2 separate regions of the Xenopus laevis genome follow, and region 2 is linked to region 1. A link is a contact called in public Hi-C data. All regions are on one chromosome and are shown on one strand. Each heading gives the region's core, a stretch centred on a gene start, on an enhancer-like site or on the middle of the called end of the contact. The rest is flanking DNA. Distances are from core to core; before and after follow the strand shown.

Region 1 (4,408 bases), core at 167-2,666:
TAAGGGCTCCCTGGGTTGTGGCTCCTGCTTGGCCGCTCTTGTGGGGATTCCATATTAAATTAATATGGAAGAGCCGAATTTCCATTTCTTTAGTGTGAGAGAGCGCAATTACGCTCTCCGCACTCCCCCCTGGACAGGTAAGCGGGTGAGCGGGAGCGGCATTGCAGGGGCCGCCTCAGAAACGGCACTGAGGGGATGGAGAGGGTTATTAAGTCTTTTATAATTGGTCACTTGTTAAGCCTTTTCATTCTCATGATAAGGAGATTAACCCATTAGTTGCTGCCACAGAGGAACTCCAGGTAAAGAGAATTACGTTGATGGATGATAGGAATTCTCCTTTTTTGACAATGGTCAAAATAGGAGGACTTATGGTCAGCAGAGAAGTTGAAATACTAAAAATAGGAGGACTTATGGTCAGCAAAGAAGTTGAAATACTATTTCATTATTGTTAATCTGATGAGGAGTTGAACTTGAGGTTTTTGGATCTGAAATTTTTTTGTAAATGAGCAGTGTAAATGCCCCACTATACTGTATATTATAAGCCATGTATGGGGAGACCTGCAATGCTCCCTTTAAGATGCTATGTATAAAAATAAAAAAGTGCAATGTTTGAAGTTATAAGTTGTAGTGTCTGGGTGGTAGTATTTTGTATCAATAAACTGATATTATAAGTATTTAATTCTATCTCCATTTCTTGTTGAATTCATTTTGTATTTAAGTATTTATGCTGGATAATTCAGCTTGTGAAATGTTGTAAGGTTTTTTTTAGGATAACAAATGGGAATAGTGCAATCCTGTAGATGTTTGTAAAAGCTGGTAAATGTCAGCACCTATGATGATATTTAATGGGAGGGTGTGTGGGTATGAAGTTTGTTTGTTTGTCTGTTTTATACAGACCTTTAGTACAGGGCAGAGGCGCAAAAGTGCCCGACAGAATAGAGGTTCGATTTTACTTCTATCATGATTTTTCCTGTTACCCACTCTCTAGTGCAGAGAAGCAGATTCAGCAGCAGCTAACAGTGTAGCAGGTGGTGAGTGGGACTGGGATAACTGCACAGATAAGCTAATAAGAAAATAGCTACTCATGATTCATAGCTCTGAAATGTTCAGTTTAGTTATAGAAAAAGCCAAGTTTCACAGACAACGGAACCTTTCAACATATCTGTATTTAATGTCCCACTGTTAACTTTGCTAAATTCCCCTGTCCATTTACAAAACAGCTGGAATACATATCTGTTTGTTTGTCTGTAGTTACACTCCCTAAGTAGCACTTTCCCACTTACAGGAACCAGACAGTGAACAGTACTATATGGAGAAACAGCTTCTATATTACACACAGTAGCAGATTAATGACATGTGGGGCCTCTAGGATTCATTCACACAGGGCCCCTTTCTAGGCTACAGCTGGGCCCGGATGAGTGCAGATCCAGGCATGGGTGCACCTGAGCTCTCTATGCCGGTTTGGCACGCACCAGTGATGTGGCTGAATCTACGCACACAGGAGCATGCACACACCTTGGCTGCCTTTTTCTCCCAGCACGTGCACCTGACCTGATCCTGCAGCGCAAATAAAAATATATATTAAAAGAAAATAATAATTGGAAAAAAGCTAGATGGGCCCCTAGGTTATAGCCTATGGGAGCCTGTGCATTAATCCTCCCCTGATTACACAGTACCAACAAGTTAATGCATCCTACTGTTATGGCTCTAGATGTTGCTTTGCATGCATCAAAATGTTATTCAGATTCTATATAATGAGGGGCAATATGAGAAACCCAAAGAAATGTATGTATGTTGATTTCTTGTAAAAACAAAGTTGTAAGTGAAAAAAGTGCAGGACCCCCTTTGCACCCATGTCTGACAGCATGCATTAAACAGTTATTTCCAATTGTTTAAAAATTATTAGTATAGCACACTGATGTTAAATCTGCTGTGAAGCAGCCCAGCTACTGTTGGATATTTTAACATTTGGGAATATAGGAACTGTAACTGAATAACAGCAGCTTCAGTAAAACAGATCACTGGTATAGCTTTCTGTTTTACTAACTCTGCTTGGATTTACTGGTATGTTAGGGTTACCAGATCAAATTCCAGGGACATGTCTAATAAATTCATGCTACAGGGCTGTACTGATTGCTTTTACATTAAATTGCAATTAGGCAACTCCTTTGGCTAGATGTTTCCCTGAATTTTCATGTGATCTGGTAACCCTATGATATGTTCCCCCTCAACTGGTAAGTGATGACAAAATGTAAATAGAAATGAATGGGAGTTCCTAGTATCTAAGCTGATGTGAGCATGTGCCCATGCTCTAACATCTGCTACCAAGAAATTACCCTCTTAGCGCACAAAACAAAAACTGTAGTACCGTTTTAGCCAGTAGCAAAAATAACAAATAAAAAAACAAACAAATACGAAGACTACTGTAAAAGTCATACCTATATTGGCTAACAAGCTGGAAAGGCACAGCATATATACTGTTAGATCAGAGAAAGGTATTCATGGGCAATAAATTAGGAAGTTACAGATAGACAGAATTAAATTGTACAGATAATAAAATGAATTAGAATGGGTTGTAACTAGTCCAGGGGTCTGGATTCAGTCAGGCCACATAGTGTGACATGAAACCTGACCCTAAATTAAGGTACTGTCTTTGTGTTGAATAACTCCTTACACCTCTTGCAGAAACCATTGTCAGTGCTAGATCTGTGTACAACAGGAGTTCAATCAGTGACTGTTCTAATGCTGTGTACAGTCTAAGTTCAAAATTGCAAGTGACCCTAAATTTAGTTTTAAGTTGCCATAGACGCAAAGATTTCCCTGCAATATCGGACGAACGATCGTACGTCCTCATCTCCCGACCTGCCACAAAGCAGTAAAGAACAGTTCAGCCGATGTTCTGCCCCACAGCAATCGTAGGAAAGTTTTTGCCCGACAAAGCTGACAGTGACAGTCTCCCACTGAAGATCGTCAGATACATGCAGAGATATGATCGTCAGCCGACAGAAATCTTTTAACCTGGCCTAATCGACCGAACGACCGATCGGCATGGCAATATAAATGAAGGGACGCTCCACACATGATCCGAAAATCATACGAATCGAGGATTCGTACGATTGGATCTTTGCGTCTATGGCCAGGTTTACACAGCAATTAATGTTGCATATACACATATAACATAAGACATACTTGTTTTTCTGTTTGTGTCTCCATTGAACTTGTGCATTTAAACACCTACTCTGTACAATCAATGAACATATTTTGATTTTTTGCATTCATTTACCTGGCAACCTTCATAGTGAAATATGATACCCTCTATGCCCCAATGACTTCTGCATATATACAGATATAAATGGTGAAAATGGCATTTAAGAAGACAAAGCTTAGATAAGTGCTGAGGAGCCATGAAAGTCAATGGGTACTGGTATACCAGTGACTACATACAAATACTTTATACAGTGACAAGACATTCCTTACCAGGGAAAATATAGGAATAATGTATTCTAAATATTCATGAATATATGTATATGAATATGTATTGTGTAACCAAAAAAATAAATACATTTCAGCAGATATTGATATAAAGTGGCAGGGATTTTTAATTTAAGAAGAATGAAACTCACCCACTTTCTATTCATTCCTACAGAACTGTTAGAAGCATATTTATCATTGAGTAAAAGTAAAGAATTCACCATTAGATAAATATGCTTCTAAAAATCCCATGGGAATAAATAGAAAGTGGATATATTTTTATAGAATGAGCTAATATCACATTTTGATAACTCTGCCCCTAAGTATCTTTCAATCCTAAGAGTCCTAAGTCCTAAGGTAATAGAGTCTGTAGAGAGGAACCATATGAACTGAATGAGAACCAGTATGAAATATAAAATGTATTGATGATTCATCTATGTCACTGGTGTATCTCCAAACATCTTCCCAAATATGAATTGTACAAGAGTTAGAAAATAATATTTGATTAATTATAAATGACACAAAACTATTAACTTTTAGATAAATGAATCACAATATACAATACAGTAGTTGATATAGAATCAATATTATATATATATATATATATATATATATATATATATATATATATATATATATATATATATATATATATATATATAGAATAGATGTTAAAAATTAAGCTTGAAGATCTCATTTGCAATGTCTGCATTGCCACTTTTCTTCAATGCATCTTGCAAAATCTGTGACTGAACTGCTCCCCCAAGAGTGTTTCTCCACGTCTGCAACATATCCAAGATCTAGAAGTGGGGAAAAATGTGATTTCAGTCATATGAATGTGAACTTACATGTTAGGAACACATGTGCAGCTGCCGCCCACTTTCTAGCTCGTAACAGACTTGTTCAAAATGAATTGGCTATTGGTTCCTGCTGTTAA
Region 2 (4,624 bases), core at 1,717-4,216, 54 kb before region 1:
CTGAAATTTTATTTCGGTGACAGAACGATAACTAACCTGCCACTCTGCTTCCCCTTACATATCATCATCATTTATTTATATAGCGCTGTCAAGATACGCAGTGCTTTACTGCAGTTATAGCAAACAGGGAATAAATGGTGAATAACAGACAAGGATTACAGAGTACAATAGGGTTTACAAACTAAAAGGTTAGGGTACAATTGATACATTAGGATTGTATAAACACTGTCATTTTTCATACAGCAATGATTAATTAAGGTACATCGAATAGGCCTCTTTAAACAGATGGGTCATGCCTGACCTGCCCTATCTCTGATGTCACAAATGGGGTGGGGAAGGGAAGCGTGCATCTATAAATAGGCGCCACCAGAAGCAGAAGCAGCACATACTTAGGTCAAAGGCTGGATGGACAGCAGGAAGAGCTCAGCCCAAACCCATCTGCAGTCAGAATTCATTGTTTGTGTCGGCCCAAAGCCAACCTGTATGCGGTATACCTGCAGGTATCGGGTCGGCCTGCACATCACTATTTTATAGTATAGGAGCTGTTGTGGAAATTAAGTTACTGGAGACCACTTAAGGTAAAATACAAAGTTTTTTTTAATATGAGCTCCATGGATTCTAAACTCACAAGGAGTCAGAAACAAAGGAATCGCAGAGTTTTTTGGGAATGTATGAGAACATATGGGAATAAAAGGGAGTTACTGGTGGGAGAGCACAGAAAAACAAAGAACTGCTCTTAGAGCCAAGAAGGTGGCTCTGCCTTAAAGTAACGGTAACAACAAAAAAATAAAGCGTTTTAAAGTAATGAAAATATCATGTAATGCTGCCTAGTACTAGTAAAACTGGTCTGTTTGCTTCAGAAACACTACCATAGTTCATATAAACAAGCTGCTGTGTATCAATGGTGGAAATTGAAAAAAGGCTATATGGCACAGGTTAAATAGTGAATAACAGATAACTATTATGTTCTACAGAGTTTATCTGCTATCTGCTGTGTAACCTGAGCTTTTTCTCCTTTGAATGGCATCTCCCATTGCTACACAGCAGCTTATTTATATAAAAAATAGTAGTGTTTCTGAAGCAAACACGACAGTTTTACCAGTGCATAGCAACACTGCATTAAATTTGTATTACTTTAAAACACTTGAATTTTTTGATGTTACTGTTCCTTTAACGCCAGGGTGCCAGTGAAAAGACTAGATTGTGAACAGAATCCATCCAAGTTGGGGGCTCCAGGGGGAATCTACATACACAATATTTTATTCTCTTTTACAGCTGAGCAGAATATTGAAAGACTCATAGAATGCTACCGCTACTATGAAGGACCAATTTGTTACATTTAAAGAATTCTTGATTTATCTCAAAGAAAATATTATGGGACGAGGCCCTGATTTGTGGCAAGACCACAAAGGCCCGGGACTAGGGCGGCAAATTATTGGGGACAGCATGCCGCCCAGCCACTCTATGCGGAGCACTGGGGACGTGCAGATCCCCAGTGCATGGGTCATAGACCATGTCTTAATAAAGGCATTTTAAGAAAAGACATCTGCGATTGGTGCTGTCTATAATCTGAAATAATAAAACAGCATACCGGCTTCATCAATATAAACATGTCATGGGTTCGGTAGAATGACCCCCAATCCTATGTCACACGTGTGCATATAAAGAGCAAGCTGCTACTCATTATGCGCATGTGTGTGCCTGCACCAGGAGCTCACTCCTATTACAGGAGGCATAGCTATTACCAGGGGTAACTTCTGTACTGTGATATGTGCCCTTTAAAGAGGGTTGGTCACCTTTAAATTAAATTTTAGTATGATGTAGAGCAGGGGTCCCCAACCTTTTTTTTTTTTTTTACCGTGAGCCACATTTAAATGTGGAAAACTTGGAGAGCAACATAATCATGCAAAAACTTCCTAGGAGTGCAAAGTATGGGATTGGATTGGCAATTGGTATTCCATTTGTGGACATGCAGCCAACAGGAGGCTTTGCTTGGCAGTACACCTGTTTTTTATGCAACTAAAGCTTTCCTTCAAGCCAGTAAATAAAATATAAGCACCTGCTTTGAGGCGACTAGTAGCAACATCCAAGGGGTCGGAGAACAACATGTTGCTCACGAGCCACTGGTTGGGGACCGCTGTTGAAGAGGGTAATATTCCGAGACAATTTGCAATTGTTTTTCATTTTTTATTATTTGTGGTTTTTGAGTTATTTATATTTCCATTCAACAGTTCTCTAGAATGCTATTTAAAGCAATCTGGTTGATAGGGTTCAAATTACCCTAGCAACCATACGTGATATTGATAGGAGAGGACCTGAACAGAAATGGAAGGTAATAAAAAATAGCAATAACAATAAATGTGTAGCCTTATAGAGATTTATATTTTTAGATGGGGTCAGTGACCCCCATTTGAAAGCTGTGAAGAGTCAGAAGGCAAGTAATTCAAAAACTATAAATAACAAAAAATGAAGGCCAATAGAAAAGTTACTTAGAATTAGCCATTGGATAACATACTAAACGTTAAAAATTACTTTTAGAAAGCTTGATATGAATGCATATTTAATCATAGCTATATATTTATAGATGCGAAGTCGAATACACATGTACAAGAACTACTTTACAGTTTTACAGCAACGGGTGCCAAATGTGATTTTAATAGGTACTGTGTTTCCCTATTTTCGGTCACTGTCGTTAATACTCTTCTCCACCCATCACTGTACACACAACACCTCAAATAAAGATCTTTGAAAGAAAAAAAAACAGTTCTACGCAGGTGGGGGCTTTAGCGAGCATGCGTGTGGTACTCCACCTACCAATGCGTCGCTGCGTGTCTCCGTGCACGCTTGATGTAGTTTGCGGGCGCGGGCACGCTCTGTCGCTGTGCAGGATATGCCTTGAGTCGCGCACGTCCATTTCTGTCTCCCATTCGTTGTCTCTGTGCACTTTATCGGCTCCACCCCCTCTCAGACGCGCTCCCGAAAGTAAGGGGGTGAAATTGAATGAGGAGGAGGAAAGGTAGAACGACATAGTCGCGTTTCGGCCTCCTCCTTTGACAGGCAACAGCTTAACATTCGCCTTATTAATACGTGAATTTTGGAGTCCGGTCATCTCCAGCCGTGGCCTCGCACGAAGTTGAGGGACGGGAGGCGTAGGCCGTGCCAGTGAATGTGTGACAGGAGTGGGGCAGAGAGGAGGGGGAACACACTGATCGGCACAGTGCGAAATTCTGTGTGTGTTTGTAGCTTGTGTTGCTGTGGGATAGTGTGGTTGTCGGGAAGGTTCTGGTATGGAGGACAAGACGTTTACTAAAGAGCTGGACCAGTGGATCGAGCAGCTGAATGACTGCAAGCAACTCAACGAGAGCCAAGTGCGCACCCTGTGTGAAAAGGTGAGACCGGCCCTGTGCAACAACGTCTGTAAACACTCCACATACACGCACATAGGTGTATAGCGGCGCTCACAGCGTAACATTCATCACTTCCCGAAGGAACATACAGACGCTGATGAGGGCATTTGCTTATGTAGGAAATCTAGATCATGTCCACACAGACATTAGACTTCTATACATGTATATATGGAATTTACTGTTTACCGTTCATGAATATTGTGTTTTGTTCCCTTTTGGTTGGCAACTGTTGGTCCCACTTTCTAACACCCAGGCCTTTCTTTTTTTTTTTTTTTTAACTATTTGTTTATGTATATCAGGCCTGTAGAATACATAGCTCCCAAGTATATGGAATAATATCTGGTATGTTTCTGTGTGGTATTAGTAATTATTTGATGTGAGAATGTAATGAGTGTGGTGTTTTTTGTTTTCAAAATACTTATTATTCAGAATTTTATATTGTAGCTAAATACTTTTCATACTGAGATTTTTTGGTTAAAGGGGTGCCTTTCATTTACCAGTTAAACCCGTGGGCCTTGCTTATTTTTTAAAAAAATTCTCTCGGCATTTCTCTTGAATTCTCCCAAGAAGTTACATTCCAGTAACAATGTACCACTACTGTCTCTGAAAACTATTACTCCTAAGTTATGGATCAATAAATGAGTCATGTAATAACAGACACAGAGTTTGCTACATCATCTTTTCACCAGTAATACCCAATCAACTGTTTGTTCTCAAAACACTAAAGACGTATACATTAACAGATGATGGTTGTTATGGGTTACCAAAACTGGAGCAAGCTTTTCACCTGCTATTAGTTTTTTTTTTTACTACCATACAAGGGTTTCCTTGTACATATGAGGAAAAGCACTGCAGTTAATGACCCCTGCAGCTAAATGACATTTAAAGGTACAAATATAAATTTATTTTTCATGAGTGCCTTTAATCATTCCCATTCATACTTACAGGTGAACTTATATCAAGGCCAGTGGCACTCTGGTGGCTTTGTCTGTTGAATGGCAATAGAAAACAACAGCTACAAAATGTCCATGTTCATATTTCCCCGCTGCTAATGCTATTGAATATAAAGTGACTTGCTGTGATTACAGGTGGACTTGTGTGCAAAGCCATCTCTCTATGTGCATTCAATAGGGCACTTTACATTTGTTGTATTAGTAACAGGTGAATGGGAGTGGGAGGACTACCTCTTCCTTCATAAAAGGGCCGAACACCATTAG

What was found. Hi-C and Micro-C count contacts between places; a contact is called where the count stands out from the background.
Region 2: a Hi-C map of the XTC cell line shows a contact between it and region 1, with 2.3 times the contacts expected there. The contact joins the promoter of ppp2cb.L here to the enhancer-like site in region 1. A contact is called at or near these places in 2 of 4 Hi-C or Micro-C datasets (the XL177 cell line and the XTC cell line).

Annotation. Positions count from the first base shown.
Region 1 is chr1L:105,798,994-105,803,401 of Xenopus_laevis_v10.1, reverse strand. LOC108712236 reads right to left here. Exons shown (of 9, transcript XM_018254396.2): 9 at 4,143-4,271. The coding sequence ends at 4,143. Among protein-coding and RNA genes, the nearest start is that of ubxn8.L, 5.5 kb to the left of the region's middle. Within about 2 kb of position 1,416, at least 1 of the 7 cell types and tissues checked has an H3K27ac peak or open chromatin away from gene starts, as enhancers often do.
Region 2 is chr1L:105,854,709-105,859,332 of Xenopus_laevis_v10.1, reverse strand. ppp2cb.L (protein phosphatase 2, catalytic subunit, beta isozyme L homeolog) reads left to right here and starts at 2,966. Exons shown (of 7, transcript NM_001090693.1): 1 at 2,966-3,389. The coding sequence starts at 3,288.